Regions from separate parts of the Hordeum vulgare genome. Here region 1 is linked to region 2. The links are chromatin contacts, called in public Hi-C maps. All regions are on one chromosome and are shown on one strand. Each heading gives the region's core, a stretch centred on a gene start, on an enhancer-like site or on the middle of the called end of the contact. The rest is flanking DNA. Distances are from core to core; before and after follow the strand shown. Region 1 holds the start of LOC123410301 (peroxidase 45-like). Region 2 has its middle 28 kb from the start of LOC123413008.

Region 1 (4,884 bases), core at 1,777-4,276, 560 kb after region 2:
ACTATGTTTTTCCTCCTCCATAGCATCCTCCTCGATACAACCTTGTCTCTGTCAGCACTGCCAGCCCACCCCACACATATTATGCTGCCTCCATCTCGTCATGCTTGTCTACCATGTATACAATATTTTGGTTGCATGCTCATTCACTATGCACCTACAGAAGTTGAGTGATTGCCATGTCACCATAGAGATCAACTAGATCTACTATTATTGGAAGGTTAAGTGCATAGGCAGAGCTATGTATACTGCTGGGGTTGTGCCCCCTCTAGGGCTTGGATTAATTTTTGAAGAATTTTTTAGCAGTGCTGACATTATATTTCTTTTAGTATTTGCCCCCCCCCCCCCTCCCCCCAAAACACCGATGATTTGTGTTTCCTCCCCCCAATAAATTTTTGTCTAGCTTCGTCACTACTTCCTCCGTTCTTAAATATAAGTCTTTTTAGAGATTTCACCGGAGACTACATGCGGAACAAAATGAATGAATCTACACTTTAAAATATGTCTATATACATCTGTATGTAGTCCATCAGTTAAACCTCTGAAAACACTTATATTTAGAAATGGAGGGAGTAGTTAAGTGACCATGTGTTTGTGAAGTGATCATCCATATATTAAGACAAACACAAGTTTTGCAACAAACTGAGCAAGCTACGTACATTGTAATTTGCTATATATATTTTACAATAACTTCCGCAAGAATCATAGGACTAGTACAAAGGAAATATTGATATAAACGTGCGGGCGTGCAACCTGAACCTGATCACGCATATGGTGCTGTTACGTACCTAGTGGGAATTGCTAGTTAACGCATGGTGCACTCAATTGCACTAGTTATAGTGCTCCATTTCAAATGTCGTGCGAGCAAGTGCCGATCATGGGCGTTTGACGTTGATGAAGTTAGGTCCTGGGCTGGTCACAATAAAAGTACCATATGTAGTACCCACGCCGTTTCCTTTTTACTACGTATGTTAAATTTATCTTATGTCAAACTTCATAAACTTTGGCAAATTTATATACAAAATTATCACTATCTATAATACTAGAGATGTACAATATGAAAAATTAAATCAATGATACATTTATTGATATCGATTTTCCATTGTGAATGTTATTTTTTTCCCTACAAACTTAGTCAAACGTTAGTACGTTTAACTTAGGACAAATATTATATGTTTACTAACAAAAACTGAATGGGTATCATGCGTATCAATTAGATATTGTTGCTGAGGTAGCACATAATCAAATTAAAAATAATAATTAAGTAACATTACATGATACCGTATTATATTAAACGATGTATTACTATGTATCATGTATGACAACAAACAAGCTGTGCTTCTAAATTATGTTACTATGTAATGTGGAGATGATATTACTACTACTATCCCACTATTATATGATTTGATTTTGGTGCCGGTCGGCCTAGATCCAGGCTAGACAGCTAGAGCCATCAACATGCTATTTTGTGTTGGGGTCTGACTCATTCTCACACAAGACATCTGCATCTCAGATGTTCCATCAACATATCCAACGGCTGATCCTCAAAAAAGAAAAAACATATCCAACGGTAAAAGGATTGCACACTACCCAGTCGATCGATTAGTTGAAGAGACACCGGTGGGCTGAGCCACGTCCATAACAACTTGATCGATCTTATTACAGTTACGTCATGGACAGTTTTCCTTTTGAAGGCCGCCGGCGAGTCAGTAACTAATTCGTGTACCGGCAATCACGCCGTATCTCGCCGTCGGCCGCGGTCTTGACCCCGACCCTGCCGAGCTTGGTCATGGCGACGGTGAAGTCGTAGAAGAAGGCGCCCTGGTTGGACGCGTAGTAGTTGACGGCGCCCCGTGACCTCGGGTCCGTGTACAGCACCTGGTCGGACCCCAGGAGGCCCCTGCCGCCCTGCAGGTTCCTGTAGTAGGAGTTGTCGAACCCCAACGGCGTCGGGTCGAGGAACGCGGAGCTCTGGCTGCTGGTGCAGGTGCCCCGGAGCTGCGCCGCGAAGCCCGAGTCCATGCTCGGGTCGGTGCCGATCCTCGACTGGAAGAAGCTGCAGTCCGCCGCGCCCATGGTGTGGCCACCTGGATTCGCGCGCAAGCGATGCGATGCGATCGTGCAGGCAGCGAGATTGTCAACATGTCGGCGTGCGTGCGTTGCAAATGGGGTGCAGACTTCAGAATCAGAAGAAGTTGACGAGTGCTAGTTCAGTCACCTGAGAGCGCGATCATGTCGGTCTGGGAGAGGCCCAAGCCTGAGAAGAAGGCGTTGAGCTTGTCGAGGTTGAAGTCGACGTGCGGGAGCACCACGCTGCTCTTCGTCGACACCTTCCCGTCGTACCTGCCCAGCTCCACCTGGTAGTACGGCCCACCGCTCTGGACGACGGATTCTCGAGCGGCGAGGGCGAGTATGTCGGCGCAGGACACCTTGTAACGGCACTGCGGGTCGTTGTCGACGGCGGCCTTGGCGTCCAGGACCGTCTGGAACCCCTGCGGCTTCAGCGACTGGTCGTCCGGGCTCCGCCACTCGTCGTCGCCGTTCGAGTTGACGATCATGATCGACGCGTCGCAGCCCTGCAACGTGCACGACAAAGTACGTACAAGCAGATATATACCTCCGTCATCATCGATCAGCTCATCAGAGTCGACATCTATATATAAGAGGTATATAGTCGTGTTGTGTACCCTGACGGCGCAGTCATGGAAGAAGAGTCTGAGCGTGGCGGACGCGGAGATTTGGGACTGGGCCATGGACTGCCTGACGGAGTTCCGGATAATGGTCTCCAGGTTGGGGCAGATGCTGGCGTAGTACCCCGGCCTCAGCTGCGCGGCGGCGAACGGCGAGCGGAGCGCCGCGACGACGAGGAGGAAGAGGAGGGAGGCTGACCATCCAAGGTTCGCCATGGGTCGATCGATAGGTCCCTTTCAATTGCTTCGTGAAGACTGTTGCCTAGCTAGCTTGCGTGCTCTTCCAAAAGTGTGGCTGCCCGCGCCGGCTAGCTCGTGCCTTACCGGTTTTAGCTCGGTCGAGATACATGGAGGTTGCCCGTGGGGTTATATAGCCCAGAGCGCGATCGAGGTCGACTTTTCTGGTAGCGTGGCTTCTGCCCTAATCCAATCCTCGTCGCTTGAGCAACAGCTAGATATTTGCCACTTGGGGTTTGGTCAAAGTGGCATGTAGTATGTACAAGATGATGCTCGTGCCACAACACAGCTCATTTGACACGGTGTGCACGTAACGGCCGCAGGCCGGAAGTTCAGAGCCGAGGAATGGAAAGTGCCGTTGCACGCTGACGAACGAGCTGTTGCTCCTCCAACCAGTACGCTGATCAACTTCTCATCATAGTCCTTCGCGTCTAGGATAGTCTAAAACCCATGCGGCTTTGAGCAACTCCAACCGTCCAACCCGCTGACCTAAACGAACATCCATTTTATCTATATTTTGTTCATTTGGGTTGGTTCAACGGACACCAACATCCGTTTCACCGTTTGGACTGGTGCATACGTCTAACGCTGGTCCGATTCATTTTTATCGTCATGCGAAAAAAATATAAAGTATTTGCGAAAATAATAAACAGGCATAATTAAAACATTAAAAGCCGGACACGAAAGCCGGCGATAGTCCACACGTCCGAATTAAATTAATTAAAAAAACTAAAACTACAAGGCAGCCCTAGACGGCGGCTGTTGGAAATATGCCCTAGAGGCAATAATGATTAGTTATTATTATATTTCTTTGTTCATGATAATCGTTTATTATCCATGCTATAATTGTATTGATTGGAAACACAATACTTGTGTGGATACATAGACAAAACACTGTCCCTAGTAAGTCTCTAGTTGACTAGCTCGTTGATCAAAGATGGTCAAGGTTTCCTGGCCATAGTCAAGTGTTGTTACTTGATAACGGGATCACATCATTAGGAGAATCATGTGATGGACTAGACCCAACTAATAGACGTAGCATGTTGATCGTGTCATTTTGTTGCTACTGTTTTCTGCGTGTCAAGTATTTGTTTCTATGACCATGAGATCATATAACTCACTGACACCGGAGGAATGCTTTGTGGTGTTTGCGTAAGTAAGATGCGATCCTACTAGATACCCATGGTCACCACGTAAAACAAGCAACAATAATTAGAGGACGTCTAACTTGTTTTTGCAGGGTTTGCTTGTGATGTGATATGGCCAACGATGTGATGTGATATATTGGATGTATGAGATGATCATGTTGTAATAGTTAATATCGACTTGCACGTCGATGGTACGGCAACCGGCAGGAGCCATAGGGTTGTCTTTAAACTAATGTTTGTGCTTACAGATGTGTTTACTATATTGCTAGGACGTAGCTTTAGTAGTAATAGCATGAGTAGCACGACAACCCCGATGGCGACACGTTGATGGAGATCACGATGATGGAGATCATGGTGTGACGCCGGAGACAAGAAGATCGTGTCGGTGCTTTGGTGATGGAGATCAAGAAGCACATGATGATGGCCATATCATGTCACTTATGAATTGCATGTGATGTTAATCCTTTATGCACCTTATCTTGCTTAGAACGACGGTAGCATTATGAGGTGATCTCTCACTAAAATTTCAAGACGAAATTGTGTTCTCCCCGACTGTGCACCGTTGTGACAGTTCTTTGTTTCGAGACACCACGTGATGATCGGGTGTGATAGACTCAACGTTCACATACAACGGGTGCAAAACAGTTGCACACGCGGAACACTCGGGTTAAGCTTGACGAGCCTAGCATGTGCAGACATGGCCTCGGAACACATGAGACCGAAAGGTCGAGCATGAATCGTATAGTTGATATGATTAGCATAGAGATGCTTACCACTAAAACTATTCTCGACTCACGTGATGATCGGACTTG
Region 2 (4,480 bases), core at 1,702-4,201:
AGAATATTTAGTTACTACATATATGGTACCTTTTATAAGAACGATGGACATTTTTGAAAATTTGAGAATATTTCCAAAACATAATAATGTTGAAAGTTTGCGTGGAAAAGATGCTTTCAGGAAAAGATGTTTTCAAAATCTGTAATAATTTCCTAAAACTTGTACTCCCTCCGTCGCATAATATAAGAACTTTTTGATATTAGTGTAGTGTTAAAAACACTCTTATATTATGGGACGAAGGGAGTACTAATTTTTAATTTCTGAAAATTTTGTACTAAATGATGCTTTTAATTTTCAATAATTTAATTTCTTTAAGAAAGAGGAATAGAAAAAATTAACCCAAAAGAACTTTCTAGGAGGTTCCAAAATAGGTAAATAACTGAACATGAACCTACTAGAACATTCTCAAAATCATGGGCAAAGCTAGCAAAATAGGATGACCCGAATCACCCGTCCATACACGATTGCTTGTCCGTCACATTGAGCGAGAAACCCTCTTCGGCTTGCGTGAAGCCCACATTCAAGTGAATTTATTTCCTTGGTTACAAACTAGTTGTTCAGTTTTCCTTTAAAAACTTGTTGTTGGATATGTGTTCAAACATTTATAATACTCTAAACTTGGTTACTACCTGGTTTCGAATATATGTTATTGCACGGTTGAAAAAATGCTCCCAGACTTGAAAAAAAGGTTCGTACTTTTCTTTGTCTTCTCATCGGGTTTGTTCTTTTTTTTTTATGGTTCTTACGGGTGTCATTCGCTTTTTCATGGTTTTCTTCGGGTATTTTTATATTGAATTTCATTGTTTATTTCCCTGTTCATTTATTGAATTTTTATTTCATGTTTTTCCTCATTTTATGTATCTTTATTTATTGATTGATTTTCCTTGTTTCTTTTTTTTGCGTTTGTTTTGTCTGGTTTTCATGTTTTCCTTTTCTATTTTCATAAGTTTTCTTCGTTCCCTCGTGGTTCCTGAAGTGTCCTCTATTTAATTTCTTCGGTTTCATCATTTTTTTTGTTTATTTTACTTTGTTCCTTGACATGAATATATGTTTCTTCGTACACAATTATAAATTTTACTTACATGTCAGGATTTTTTGTACATGCTTAAAAAAATTCAAATACATGGTTAAGATGTAAAACAAATGTTTGATGAGTAATTTTTCCATACACATTGTATATTTTCGGTAAATATCAGGTACATTTTTCAATACATTTAATTATTTTAAAATATGGGATTAAATGTTCCTAATACACGATCAGCATTTAAAAAAATATTTTTTGCTCAATTTTTTAAGATACGTTACACATTTTCATATCTATGAGGAACTTTTTTGTATATATTTATAAAAATTAATACATTGTACATTTTGTTTATACTTCCAAATCATCTTATACATGTTTAATATATTTTATTTATATGGTTAATATATTTTGTAAATGAAGGATTTATACTTCGCACTTTATAAAATATGGTTTATACTTCGCACTTTTTACATACACATTTATTTTTTGTATAAATTTTCCATATTCATGAGAAAATCTTTTATATACACAATTAATATATTTAAACTTCTAGATTAATATTTTTTAAATGTCGTATGCAGAATCTTTTTTGAAATATCTTATATATTTAGAATATTGTAAAATATAAATAAAATAAGAAAAGTAAGGAATAATGGAAAAACTATGTAAAAAAATCGGGACAAAACACGAGGTTGTGGCCTCTGACAAGGTGGCCCGCCCATCTGGCGCTCACTTTCAGGTGGCGGTCCCCCCCCCCCCCCCGCCCTGTCCCACACACACACACCCTCACTTGCCCGGTCCTCTGTATGTCTGGCCATTCCTAGTTCTCCAATTCCAGGTTTCTCTATTTTTCTTTGTTTTTTCTTTGGGTTTACGTTCTATTTTATGTTTCCTTCCTTTATGCGAACATGTTTAAAAGTTTTGAATTCGTGAACATATTTCAGAAATCATGAATTTTTTTTAATTCGTGATCTTTTTTCAAAGTCATGAATAACTTTTAAAATGTAGAACATTTTTTTTGTAAGCTGGATATTCTTATTTGAATTTTGAAAATGTTGAATCGGAAATTTGTTTTAGAAATTTGAGAATAGCTTTGAAAACTAATGAAGAATTTTTTAACTTTTGAAGAACATTTGTTTGAAATGCATGAACATATTTTGGATTCGTGATCATTTCTTAAATCGTGAACATTTTTTGAAACATTATTTTTTAACATATTATTTGAATTATTGAGATTCTGTTCAAGTGATGAGCATCTTTCGAATACACGGACAGTTCCGTGAACATTTTATCAACCTTTCTATTCTACAAATATTTATGATTTGTCTATCATTTATCAAAATCTTGATCATTCAGAAAATCAATCTGAACTCACATACAATTTTTACAATTCGAGGACATATTCTTCCAAACTTTGAAGATTATTTGAATTCATGAAAAATAAATCGCACATATTTTTCGGTCATCATATTCAGAAAACGTCCATTTAGTGGAAATACTAGTCATCAAAATCAAATAATGTTTAGTGAAATCAAAAGTTGTTCATCAAAGTCCAAAAATGTTTATCTAATTCCAATAATCTTCATTAAATTCAAACTTTGTACATTAAAAACAGAAAAGACCATCATAATCAAGAAATTTTCATAGAAAATTAAATATGTTTTGATCAAAATATATAAAATGTTGAATAAAACTCAAAATAATATTCATTTCTCAAAATCTTGAACAATTTTTTAATTTTCTAACTATTTTTGAAATCTGAAGATTTTTGTAAATCCCAAACTTTTTAAAATAAGCAAAAACAAACAAAAAGGAAAAAACAGAAAAATGAAAAAAAATCAAATACAGGGCCGCCCTTTCGCGAGGGCCGCCCCAACTTCACACCTAGGTAGAGTGTGTGGGCCTGGGGGGGTGCATTTTGGTAGGCACATAGCGTGTAGGACGGACCTTCCCTCCACCTCGCTCTAAGAGTTACATACGGTGGGAAAGCGCATATGGTGCTAGTTCTTTTGGTAGATTTTTTAGGCTTTCAGAATAATCTACACCCTACAGGACGTGGAGTTTCTCCTCCCGAACTCAAGTGAGCTCGGTAAACAGTAAAATCAAAAGAAAAAAAATCTTGAAACCATTCAAACAATTTCAAATTTATTTAGTTAACAACGTTGACAAAGTTCTAAGTGTATGCAAAATTTTGGCCTGAAATAACATTTCGATAAGGTGTGGCAAAAAGAAACAAATCGATTCTCTGAAAATGCGCATTTTGAATGTATAGATTTTGTTTTTTTGACACATCTTATAGGAATGTTACTTCAGGCCAAATATTTGCATGCGCTTTGAACTTTTTTCATTTTGTTCACAAAAAATTCAGAATTTATTGAGCCATTTTTGATTTTTTTATTTACTGTCCACCGAGCTCATTTGAACTCGGGAGCAGAAGGGCACTTTCCCCTCTATCCAGCTTCTCCTAGAAACACAATTAAAAATATTTTTAAAAAGGCCTATTAATCAACTCTTAATTAGTAGACTTTTTAAAAGATAAATTTGATTGGACTTTTAAATAAGCTGGGTAAAGTATTTCAGTTTATTCTAAAAGCTATTAAAAAAACTGACCCCATATGACGCTCTTTGCGTCAAACAGGTGTCGCTACATACAGACCATCCCACTGCTATGCATCAGAAGGGAGCAACTAGTTAACGAGCGCTCCCTCGCGAGCCTTCGAGCGATCGCTCCCGCACGTCGCCACTTGGCGCGTTTTCAGCCGTCGCCACATGTTGCATTTTGAGCATTCCCTTCGGATTTTATTTTTTATTTTTTCGCACGCGTTTTCATCTTTTTGAGTGGCTTTTTTTTTTATTTTTTTATGTTATGGTTTTTCACCGGTCATTTCTAACTTTTGGATGAAAAAAATCAAGTTTTTTCGCAAAACATTACGTTTTCTTTTTTTTTTTTACGCGAAAAAACTCGTTTTCTGTTGTGCCTCTCGAAAAAGAAAAAAATGCGTTTTCATTTTTTGCGAGAGACACGGTTTTACTTTTATGAAAGGCACGGTTTTGCATTTGCGAGAGGCACGCCCGTGCTTTCGGAAAGGAAAAAACGTGTTTTCTGTTTTTTTTAGAGACACGGTTTTGTTTCCGCAAAAGACAAGGTTTTGCCTTCGCGAGAGGTACACCCGTGCCTCTCCCGAAAGGGAAAAAAACGTGTTTTCTGTTTTTTTGCGAGAGGTACGGTTTTGCTTCCGCGAAAGGTACGGTTTTGCATTTGCGAGAGGCACGCTCGTGCCTCTGCCGAAAAGAGAAAAAACGCGTTTTTTGCTCTTTTTTTTGCGTGAGAGTCACGGTTTTGCTTTCGCGAGAGGCACGGTTTTGCCTTCACGAGAGGCACGACCCGTGCCTCTCGGAAAGGGAATGTTTTCTGGGTTTTTTCTATCGCGTGAGGCACGGTTTTTTTCATAAAAA

The links. A called contact is a pair of places that touch in the nucleus more often than the background predicts.
Region 1: a contact with region 2 is called in a Hi-C map of leaf, with 2.4 times the contacts expected there. The contact joins the promoter of LOC123410301 here to the enhancer-like site in region 2. A contact is called at or near these places in 2 of 6 Hi-C or Micro-C datasets (leaf and seedling).

Annotation. Positions count from the first base shown.
Region 1 is chr7H:573,388,236-573,393,119 of MorexV3_pseudomolecules_assembly, forward strand. It overlaps LOC123410301 (peroxidase 45-like), which reads right to left and starts at 3,027. Exons shown (of 3, transcript XM_045103222.1): 1 at 2,685-3,027; 2 at 2,216-2,573; 3 at 1,484-2,084. The coding sequence starts at 2,903. The coding sequence ends at 1,711.
Region 2 is chr7H:572,825,035-572,829,514 of MorexV3_pseudomolecules_assembly, forward strand. No RefSeq gene overlaps it. Among protein-coding and RNA genes, the nearest start is that of LOC123413008, 28 kb to the right of the region's middle. Within about 2 kb of position 2,952, at least 3 of the 3 cell types and tissues checked have open chromatin away from gene starts, as enhancers often do. A contact at or near this core is called in leaf and seedling, where this site is marked.